Regions from separate parts of the Mus musculus genome. Here all the other regions are linked to region 1. The links are chromatin contacts, called in public HiChIP or PLAC-seq maps. All regions are on one chromosome and are shown on one strand. The core of a region is the stretch at or near the end of the contact, and the rest is flanking DNA. Distances in the headings are between cores, read along the strand shown. Region 1 has its middle 300 kb from the start of Gm32431. Region 2 has its middle 170 kb from the start of Gm29686. Region 3 has its middle 300 kb from the start of Gm29686. Region 4 has its middle 240 kb from the start of Gm29686.

Region 1 (2,700 bases), core at 81-2,580:
GCAAGCCTTCCTCTGTCTTTCATGTATATTTAACATAGAGTGAATAACCAGTAGCATTCTCTGCCACAAAGATCATGGCAAGTATTAAACTCAACTTTTGAGGAAACCGAGAGACTCTATCAAAGGTGGGGGCTTCGAATTAATCTAAATGAGCATACAGATGAAGAAAAGAGATCCTTTAACAGAGAGGGATCACAAGATGGCACCCATATCCTGACTGTAACAGAACTTAATAAATGTAATGAAATATATTTTAAAAAATATTATTGAGGACATGGAACAGAAAAATGGCAGTTACACTCTATGAAAGCATGTTTGGCCACTAGGAAATACATAGCACAGACAAGGACTATGATGTGGCAGTGTATGCTTTCCAAAGCAGGTAGAACTCAGGAACCCTATCTTTTTCAGTAGTTGGATGAGGTTGTAACGGAGCCTGTGGAGGTTTGAATGACAATGGCTACTCACTCTAGAATCATAAGCTTAACTTGTTCCCTAGTTGGTAGAACCGTATGGGAAGAATAAGGAGGGGTGGCCTTGCTGGAGGAGGGGTTATTCCCTGCTTCCTGCTTGTGATTTTGATATGAGCTATCAGTCTTTCCTGTTGTGATGCCTTAATTCCTCCATCATGAATTCTAACCCTCTTAAATGGTAAGCCTAATTAAATTCTTCATTTTATAAGTTATCTTGGTCTTGGTGTTTTATCATAGCAATGTAGCTATGTAACTAAGGCAGTATCTTAGATTTCTTTCTGATTTTTAAATCAATTAGATATAGCACTTTGGGAAGTCAAAAGCTGTTGCTCATGTTACAATGGCAGAGTACTAATCTGAGGAAGCTCTGACTTTGTTTATACTCTCCAATAATGGACGGTAAACAAGTAATGAGATCTCAAACAGAGCAAATTCTCTAAAATGAACAGGAAGTTTAGTGTGACAGCAGATGTCTGGCACACGTTTCCTAAGTTTGAAACTTAAGCCTAGCAATGGATGGATAAAGAATCCATCCCACTTTCATAGAGACTGTTCTAGTTTCTGTCTTCCTGACAGTTAGGTGAAATCAATTTATCCATAATAAGAACAATATCTCAAAAATAAAACTAAACAAAACCAATCTATCAGTAGAGACATATATAGTCATTAAATTATATTCCATGTTCCCTCTAACAAATTCTTCATGGCTTCATTTTTTAATGATGAAGAAATTGACCCTGGAACGGGATCCAACCACAGCAGATGCATTTACAAGAAAACACAGAGGCTTCAGTGTAGGCTGCGTGTGGTGCAGAAGGCAGGAAACATCTGTGAGCACAGGAGAACTGTGGAGCTGTGGTTGGCTGACTCTGCCAGCTTTCCATGGGGTCTCATTCACTGCAGCCTGACGAAGAGTCTTTATTATGTACCACTTCATATGGACCACATAGTGGTGGGCCTCCCCACCCTGGCCAGATGCCTAGTTGCGACAGCTCTGCCATGGTTTCTAGGCAAGTCCTGGTGAATATTCTCACCCACAGTTCATCTGGATTCTCATGAGAATCTTGAGACTGAATGGTTGAAAATCAGTTTAGACACACATTTCTCCTCCTAGTATAGTTAACAATCATGTATTATTGAAATAAAACTGTCTCAGATACATAATATTAAATTCTCAAGATTTCCATACCTAATTCCTTCCAAAAAATTAAAAACAAAACTCAGTATGAAAAAAATATTAAAAATAAAGATTTTTATCAAAAATAAACATACTTTCCCTTAAAAATGTTCTTCTCGTTTTCCTTTTAGGCAATGTTAAATTTTAGTTAGGCCACAACAGACTTCAGTGGAAAGAGTAATAGAACATTATCTAGGATACTACACACACCTGTTTTCAGGTACATGTGTAAATGCAAAGCAGAATTTATGGAGTCATTTGTATAGCACATGGTAGACAAAGGCAAATTAAATATGCACACTCTTAAGATTTAAATCTTTACAATCCTAGGAGCTCATAGGTGCCTTACGTTGCAGGGATGTTTATATACATTCACCAAAAGCATTATTTTTGCCTTATTTTACTTTTCCTCAATTGAATTTTCTTCTCCCTTTCTCTTTGTGTCCCTTTTTCCTGTCCTCCTCTCTCTATCTCCTCCTCTGCTCCTCTTCCTGGCTCTTGCATTTCTTGAGCAACTGCTGTACCTTGGAGACTGAGTGAGGTGCTGATGCTAGAGCATGGGGAAAGATGCTCATTCAGCCTTTCAGCAGCTGGCAGCTTGGAGAGTGATGCTGATGCACAAATAAAAGAAAACTTAAAACGAGTAAGAGGCAGATTGCAACAGAGGTATGGAGAGAAACATCCCAGGGAAGAAATGCCACAGTGCCACTTAGGAGAAGTAGTAGCAATTTATAAAGAAAACGTAGCTATTATTATAAACTACAAGATAGAGAAAGAGCAGTTCAGATTAAAGTAAGTTAAGTGTAGCTGTTGCTGGTGGCACATGCCTTTGATCCCAGCACTTGGGAAGCAGAGGCAGGTGGATCTCTGTTAGTATGAGGCCAGTCTGGTTCACAGAGCAAGTTCCAGGATATCTAAGGCCACTCAGAGAAACCCTGTCAAAAGGAAAACAAAAAACAAAAAACAAACAAACAAACAAACAAAATGGGGGAGGGGGCAAAGGTAAGTATGTGTAAGAGATTGTCTCCTTATCAATAAATGTGGGTTTTC
Region 2 (2,700 bases), core at 66-2,565, 460 kb after region 1:
TTGCTAATTCATAAAATAAAACAATTTTCAATAGTAGTGTGGAACCAATAAAGCTGAAAAGGAGAGGGGCAAGTAGAAGCCATGGCCAGGGAGAAAAACATAATCTCTGTATGGCACAGTCTCAGAACTGTAGCACTCGCAGTACACTGTTTGGATCTGTGAGTTTTACATCCTCACAGTTAACAAACCATGGATGAAAGAGTCTTTAAAAACAACAAAGGAGTTTACATCTGTGCAGAACATGTGCAGATGGTTTTTCCTGTCATTGTTTCCTAAACAGTTCAATATAACAACTATTTGATAACATTTGCATTGTACTCACTGCTATAAATCAGCCTCAGATGGCCTAAAGCATGTGGAGATATGTGCTTGCATTATCTGTGAAACTAGACTATTTTATAGGAGACTCATCACCCATGACGCTGGTGTCTATGGGGGTTCTCAGAAGCAATCTCTCTCTCAGACATAAAGGAATGCCAGTCTTTATTTTCAGTTTTGGAAACCAATCACATTTCAGACCAAAGAAGGATGGAAAATCAGACATGATTTTAAAAGGCATCTACCTGAGGGATAAGGCTAACCCTTCAGCTATCTGAAATACTTCTGACTAGAGCTCGCTACAAACCTTCAGCATCTATATACATTTAAGAAAAAAAAAAAAAACTAGGATGTCAGATTTCTGAAATTGCTGCCCAAGGGAGGTCTAAAAACAAAATTTAAAGTTCAGCGAACTGTTTCATTGACATCTTTTTCTACTAGTACCTTTTCAAATGGAAAGTATCAATTTCTCCAAAAGTCAGAAATAGTTCACTAAAATCTTATTTTATTTTTTTCTTGGACAACTTTATAACTTCAACCAGCACCTACCAAACTCACATTTTAGGAAACTCTTTGTTTTCTTCTGTTTCCGTGTACTTATTTAGGTCAGGGATAGTACACATCACTACATGGGGATGGAGATCAAAGGGTATCACTGGTATGAGTTCTTTCTTTTCACCACATGGATTTCTAGAACTGAACTCATGTTGTTAGGTTTAGTTGCTCTGACAGATTGGTCCTGGAGAGACACAGGACATGAGCCTATTAACCCCAGCTAGGGAACTTATAACTAACCAAAGATTGGAGGCACCAAAGTCAGACTTAGTGAGCCAATGAGTTTTGTTGGGGATACCTATGGGGACATGGGTAAGAGTTCACTTGCAGAAGTAAAAATGACTCAAAGACAGATGAATTTCCAACGCCCACCACATCATGGGTTACAGCTCATTGGAGCTTGAAACCTCAAGCATATTGTGCAGCCTATAGAGCACACAAGAGGTTAGATTGTATCCTTTTCAGGTGAGATTACTGACTCATTCTGAGTGTCTTCTAGGCAACTCATTTAGCCTGTTTCTTTGAGGCAGTTCTGCTGGTCTTTGCTTCTTACACTCAGGCTTATCTGAGAATCTTCTCTGCAGCTTGGCCTGTCTGAGAGTGATTCTCATAGTCTCTATTGTTTATGTTCCCTTGGGGAAAAAACAGTACCATGGAGTGAATCTGCTCAGTTTTAGGAACTTCCTGAAACAGTTGGCTGTTTACTTCCTGCTCTGAGAGCTTTATTTAATAATGGAATGTTTCAACCTTAGAGTAAACTGTTACACAACGGTCAGTTGTACCTTTTCTCAGAAGCCATTTTGTCTACCTGTTTTAGGTAATTTTTTGAGTGTTTTTGAGATTATAATATTACATAATTTTTCTCTTCCCCTCTCCAAACGCTCCCATATAACCCTCCTTGTCTCTTTCAAATTCACCAGCCTTAGAAAGGCAGAGGCAGATGGATCTTTGTGAGTCTAAGGCCAGCCTGGTGTTCAGAACAAGCTCCAGGTTAACCAGGACTGCACACAGAGATCTTTTCTCACAACAAACCAACCAACTGAGGTAATTCTTAAGAAGTTAAGTCAGTATTTTCTTATGTAATGGGTTTTTTTCTTCCATTCTAAATTATAATCTGTAACATTGCATTGTAATAATTTAGCCTTCATCTCACAAGTCCCAGTGGTTTTACTCACCTGCATAGCTAGGTAAATACTATAATTACCATTTATTTTTCTAGTAAGTAAATTTAATTTCTCAGGATGAGCTCAGTTTCCCCATGAAACAAAGCAGAAAATACAGAGTTCTTATCTATTCATTTCTCTCCTCCATGGACACAGCTTGTCCACAACTAACATCTTTTATGAGAAGGACACATTTGTTGTCAATGGGCATGCTTTCCAGTCAGCTCTGTGCACAGTCTGTAGATTTTGACAAATGGATAATGGCATGCCCACTGTTCTTTCACTTTGCTGACAGTCCCTGTTCTCTACCTCTTCATCTCTCACATCTACCCCTGGAGAGCACGTATATGTTCTTATTGCCCCCATAGTTTAAGCTTTTCTTGATTATCAGATAGTGTTTGCCCATATTTTTGCATGCGTTTTAGATAATAATCATTTATAGAATAAGTTTTACATGTATTTTCTCTTCATTTTTAATTATTTGTTGTTCTTTATAATTTTTTTATTTTTTGCTTTTTAATAATTACTTTATTATTTTAATTCTCTCCCCACTCTCTTATTCTTGCTTGCTTGCTCTCTCTCTCCCTCTCTCTCTCTCTCTTTCTCTCTCTGTTGTGTGTATGTTTGTGTGTGTGTGTATGCGCACATGTGCACACCTGTGCAC
Region 3 (2,700 bases), core at 133-2,632, 340 kb after region 1:
TGGCCTCAAACTCAGAAACCCACCTGCCTCTGCCTCCCAAGTGCTGGGATAAAAGGCTTGCGCCACCACACCGGGCTCAAGCTTTCTGTTTTTTAATGATTTCCTTCACTAACTAAGCTTGTCTGCTCTAGAACTTGTTCTGTAGACCAGGAAGACCTTGAACCTCAGACATCTGCATACCTCTGTCTCCTGTGTGTTGAAATTAAAGAGGTATACAACATGGATTGAAGCTTTTCTTTATTTATTTTTTCATAAGATGGAACCTTAGCAAATGGGATCTTGTCCTGAGGCATCACTCCCTTAATTCCATTTAATATTTTTAATCTGTTTATCTCTTTGAACTCAGGATTTAGCTACATTCCTGGTTCCCCGTTAGCACTTGTACAATACATTTTGTACTTTTCCTTTCTTGTTACATTTCATCAAATTTATCTTCATAAAAGTGAACCATAGTCTATGCTAGGCTGTTTTGAGATTTCTTTTGCTAATGCAATTAATAAAAAAACAACAAAAAAAAAAAAACAAAACTCTTCACCTTAGCCTCAGGCAAACTCTTAAGACAAGAGCAAAAAAGCAGCCACATTTTTCACCAAAATATTATAAGAATAATCTCTAGGCAACAAACTAAAATTCTTCTCAATTGAAAATTCTTAAACCAGGTTCACATAGTTTAAATTATCATCAATACCACTGTCTTCCATGTTTCTACTAGTATGGCCCAATAAACCCCATTTAAAGTATTCCACTATGTTCCTAATCCAAAGTCCCAAAATTCCTCTAAACCAAAGCATTATTAGGCCTATCACAGCAATACCCCAGTTCCTGGTATCAACTTCTGTCTTAGGGTTTTATTGCTGTGAAGAGACACCATGACCAAGACAACTCTTCTACACATTTTAAAAACATTTTGAGGGGGCTGGCTTACATTTTCAGAGGTTTAGTCCCTTATCAGCATGGTGGGAAGCATGGCAGAATGCAGACAAACTCAGTGTTAGAGAAGAAACTGAGAGTTCTACATTTTGATTCACAGGCAACAAGGAGAAGATAGTGTCTTCTACACAGGGTGTAACTTGCGTGTATATGACACCTCAAAGCCTACCTCCACAGTACAACATTTCCTCCAACAAAGTTACACCTATTTCAACAAGGCCACACCATCTAATAGTGCCACTCCCCGCAGGCCAAACATTTAAACACATGAGTGTATGGGAGGGGCATACCTATTCAAACTCCTACAACCATCATATTGTAAAGACAAACTAGGCTCATTCTTATTTATGACTAAGTCTCTGTTTCTCAAGAACTGGGCTATGTCCCACCTGTAACCTCAGCTACAAATGGTTCTGTACTGCCTGTTTCAGGAAACCGCAACCACATTTTGTTTCAAAACCATCTTGAAAGCATACCTTTGTTTCAAAAGATTGTGATGACTATCTTGTTAGGACCATCTTGCTATCATGTCTGTGTTTCAGGAGATCATTATGACTAACTTGTTACGTTTATGTTCTGCTCCGGTATCCCTGTCTATTTTGCCTATTTGGAAACCCCCTACCTCTGAGCTATGCAACCTTGTCATCTCACATCCAATGCTGATTTCTTAAACCTTACCTTAGGGGGAGGTAGATCTTGAGAGTTTAAAAAGCCTGCTCTAATTACTTACTTCCTTGATTTAATTAATTGGAGCATGATGATTTGGATCTGTGGTATTCCTCCTAGAAACTTTGGGATTAACATCTGTTCTAGTGAGATAGGTAAAATAAAATATTCTCTTGTTTTCTTTTGCTCAGATTTCTGCCTTCTGTTCTCCAATAGCCAAAAAGAAAAAAAAAGTGCCTTAATAAAATATGCCTCTAAGTAAACTGATTCAGCAGAAACATGGATATTGGTCTCCAGAACAGATTTCTAGCAAGCCCTACTTTACTCATGAAAAGAGCTGAATAAAAGAATGAAAACAGAGTACAATGCACACAATTATGTTTGCTAAGGTTAGCCTCTGAGGTTAACCATCTACAAAGACAAAAACATATACAAAGTGTTTTAAAAGCAGTCCTTAAGCAGTTCTAAATTTTCTTTTCTTTTTCTTTTCTTTTTCTCTTCTTTTTCTCTTCTTTTTCTTTTCCTTTTTAACAGTTCTCTTAGTCATAGTCCTTTAAAAGCAAAAAGTATTATTTAAGGCAGAATTTACACCCATATATAAATTCATGGGCCTGATAGTATGGTATTATTAAACTTGATACCACTGATATTAACCTAAATGGCACAACATTGAACAAAATATTCAATGAATTCTGGATTATGATAAAATGACTTTATCGTTAATTAATCCAACATCTGGAATTTTCACCAACATTTATTAATTCAGTAGGTTCACACTTGCTAAATTTCAAGAGTTTTAAATAAAATCCCAGACATCCTATCAACTCACTAGGGTAGCACTATAGTTTCACAAAGAGCACTTCAGTCAGAAACAAACAGCAGTCTCAAAGGATCAAGATCCTTGTCTCATGTAAATATAACTAAAGGAACTTGCTAGAGGGAAAATAGAAGAGATTAGTTTAAAGAAACAGAGGCTGAGTACTTCAGATTAATAGAGTTTAATATGTAGAAGTATCTGGGTCAATTATATCAATTGATTAGATTTCCACTGAGAATGCCTCAAAGGTTTAATATTTGCATCAATCATTACATTTACAAAATGGG
Region 4 (2,700 bases), core at 24-2,523, 400 kb after region 1:
CAACAAGGAATATTGTCCATCTACTCGCAGATAAGAACACTGAACCCAGAGGATGTAGATACATTACGATAGTACAATTTGTTTTATTTGTGACTTTCAAATAAATAGAATATAAGCATTAGATGAAAATTGGCATCTCTGTTTTGCCCAGGTCCATGAGTTGGTTAACCACATTCACAAGCTGCTCGTTCTTCCCAGCACTTATCCTCATCCTCTGAGAACATCCTGAGACTAAAACTTCTAGAAAGGTTTCTGCATGTTTGTGAGTATAACTATTGAGAGAGATCATGTGGAAGACTTTTCTTTTTGCAAAATTTTAACATTTGTTTCGACGTACTTCATAACCGTTTCACTGAAACTGATTAACAAAATGAGTCAGCAAATTTATCTCCAAATACATGTTCTGAGGAAAAATATTAGGAAGAAAAGAAAAAAAGACTCACATGATTACCCGGTTTGTATCTCCTTCTGCCTTAAGTAGGAGGGTCTGTAGAGACTATCCTTGCCTTAGAAAACGATAAAAATTTCACACAAAACATATTACCACATGTATGAAGGTCAAGAACACAGGAAATCCTATACTTATGTTTTATTTGTGACTTTCAAATACATATGCACACTAATTTTCATCACAGCAAATAAGAATGGGACATCCAAAAGGAGACTTGATCGTTATTTCTACTTAATTCACTTAAGGCTTTTTGTTTGTTTGTTTTAATTTGATTTTTAAAAGGGTCACATACATACATGTTCAGTGGGCTTTGAACTCTTTTGAAGCCATTGGCAGATGAAACCAATATATTATACAAATACTAATTTCATTATTGCTCTTTTCTTTATTATAATCATTTTCCCCAATGGAAAAAAATTAAGCAAATAACTGTACATCTGGAGAGCTTGTGTTTTTATTAGTGTTTTAATGATGTTCATGAAAAAGACTGAAAACTCATAAACTGTCTACTGGAAATACATAACATATGACAATATTTCAAGGGGCTTTTTTTTTAACCACTCTAAAAGCTTTCTTTATGGCATCATTAAAACTTAAAAATATAAATTTCTCATCAGAAAAAGTAAATCCCTAAAGAGTTTCTGTGCAGGATAGCCTAAGCGTGTGAAATAAGCCTTTGTTCTTGGGCTTCACTTTGGCAAATTCTCTTGGTTGGGCTCTTGTTCCCTAGACAACTAGCTAATGAAAATATATATATTGAAGTTGAGATGACAAAGAGGCCAGCCCGGGGAAATGAGCTTCCTTTTCTCACTCGCTCAGCAGTTCTTCCTCCGGGATGGGAGCATCTGGCCTGACTGATTCAGCTGCTTCCACCTGCCCAGAGGCGGTTTATAATCTAATTTCTAATCTAAACCCAGGGTATCACAGCTGTGGAGACTCTCAGGCAACCTTCTAGTGAAGAATTGCTTTGCTTTTGTTTGAGACTAGAGTGATCGCTGGAGTTCCCAGCAATCTCGCTATTGGGTTTTAGAGTAGAAACAAAGGCCCACACCCCTGGGAACCCAGGGCTCTGCTGTGAGCCCGAGACAGGACAAATTGAGGACATGAGAAGGAAAAGAACTCTCTCGTTCTGGGGTCTCGTTAAAGCCTTTTGTCGGCTTCCAACATAGAGTTAATATATGTCTTTCAAATATAGACTTCATATTTTTAAATAACACTGAATTGAGTTTAAGGCTTCCTTTCTTTCCCCCAGACATCCCCTGAGAGTCTTAAGCAAAACCTTCATTTCTTTATAGCGGAAGCTCTCCTACCTTCCTCCATAGCTGCATCCCGAAACCTCCACCCTGAACCACCCAGTGATAAGACCAAAACTTAAAACTCCACCAAAATCCTATGTGACACTGTCTTAAAGCAATGAGCTGCTACAATCCCCTAGGGAGCTTGTACTCACACTTGGGTAAGTCTTTTTTTTTTTTTTTTTAATATTTTTTTATTACGTATTTTCCTCAATTACATTTCCAATGCTATCCCAAAAGTCCCCCATACCCTCCCCCCCAACTCCCCTCCCCACCCATTCCCACTTTTTGGCCCTGGCGTTCCCCTGTACTGGGGCATATAAAGTTTGTGTGTCCAATGGGCCTCTCTTTCCAGTGATGGCCGATTAGGCCATCTTTTGATACATATGCAGCTAGAGTCAAGAGCTCCGGGGTACTGGTTAGTTCATAATGTTGTTGCACCCACAGGGTTGCAGATCCCTTTAGCTCCTTGGATACTTTCTCTAGCTCCTCCATTGGGGGCCCTGTGCTCCATCCAATAGCTGACTGTGAGCATCCACTTATGTGTTTGCTAGGCCCCAGCCTAGTCTCACAAGAGACAGCTATATCTGGGTCCTTTCAGCAAAATTTTGCTAGTGTATGCAATGGTGTCAGCGTTTGGAGGCTAATTATGGGATGGATCCCTGGATATGGCAGTCTCTAGATGGTCCATCCTTTTGTCTCAGCTCCAAACTTTGTCTCTGTAACTCCTTCCATGGGTGATTGTTTCCAATTCTAAGAAGGGGCAAAGTGTCCACACTTTGGTCTTCGTTCTTCAGTTTCATGTGTTTTACAAATTGTCTCTTATATCTTGGGTATACTAAGTTTCTGGGCTAATATCCACTTATCAGTGAGTACATATCATTTGAGTTCTTTTGTGATTGTGTTACCTCACTCAGGATGATGCCCTCCAGGTCCAACCATTTGCCTAGGAAT

The links. HiChIP or PLAC-seq counts read pairs in DNA pulled down with a chosen protein or histone mark.
Region 2: a contact with region 1 is called in a RAD21 HiChIP or PLAC-seq map of pro-B cells, with 7 times the contacts expected there. The contact joins two enhancer-like sites. A contact is called at or near these places in 1 of 15 datasets of contacts at CTCF or cohesin (pro-B cells) and 1 of 115 datasets of contacts at active chromatin or transcription factors (large pre-B cells).
Region 3: an H3K27ac HiChIP or PLAC-seq map of T-cell acute lymphoblastic leukemia shows a contact between it and region 1, with 5 times the contacts expected there. The contact joins two enhancer-like sites. A contact is called at or near these places in 1 of 484 Hi-C or Micro-C datasets (bone marrow-derived macrophages) and 4 of 115 datasets of contacts at active chromatin or transcription factors (CD8 T cells, T-cell acute lymphoblastic leukemia, large pre-B cells and 1 more).
Region 4: an H3K27ac HiChIP or PLAC-seq map of T-cell acute lymphoblastic leukemia shows a contact between it and region 1, with 4 times the contacts expected there. The contact joins two enhancer-like sites. A contact is called at or near these places in 1 of 15 datasets of contacts at CTCF or cohesin (pro-B cells) and 3 of 115 datasets of contacts at active chromatin or transcription factors (CD8 T cells, T-cell acute lymphoblastic leukemia and differentiating embryonic stem cells).

What each region holds. Positions count from the first base shown.
Region 1 is chr16:51,350,986-51,353,685 of GRCm38.p6, forward strand. No RefSeq gene overlaps it. Among named protein-coding and RNA genes, the nearest start is that of Gm32431, 300 kb to the left of the region's middle. Within about 2 kb of position 1,331, at least 33 of the 459 cell types and tissues checked have an H3K27ac peak or open chromatin away from gene starts, as enhancers often do. A contact at or near this core is called in T-cell acute lymphoblastic leukemia and pro-B cells, where this site is marked.
Region 2 is chr16:51,812,841-51,815,540 of GRCm38.p6, forward strand. No RefSeq gene overlaps it. Among named protein-coding and RNA genes, the nearest start is that of Gm29686, 170 kb to the right of the region's middle. Within about 2 kb of position 1,316, at least 4 of the 459 cell types and tissues checked have an H3K27ac peak or open chromatin away from gene starts, as enhancers often do. A contact at or near this core is called in pro-B cells, where this site is marked.
Region 3 is chr16:51,689,664-51,692,363 of GRCm38.p6, forward strand. No RefSeq gene overlaps it. Among named protein-coding and RNA genes, the nearest start is that of Gm29686, 300 kb to the right of the region's middle. Within about 2 kb of position 1,383, at least 31 of the 459 cell types and tissues checked have an H3K27ac peak or open chromatin away from gene starts, as enhancers often do. A contact at or near this core is called in T-cell acute lymphoblastic leukemia, where this site is marked.
Region 4 is chr16:51,750,743-51,753,442 of GRCm38.p6, forward strand. No RefSeq gene overlaps it. Among named protein-coding and RNA genes, the nearest start is that of Gm29686, 240 kb to the right of the region's middle. Within about 2 kb of position 1,274, at least 21 of the 459 cell types and tissues checked have an H3K27ac peak or open chromatin away from gene starts, as enhancers often do. A contact at or near this core is called in T-cell acute lymphoblastic leukemia, where this site is marked.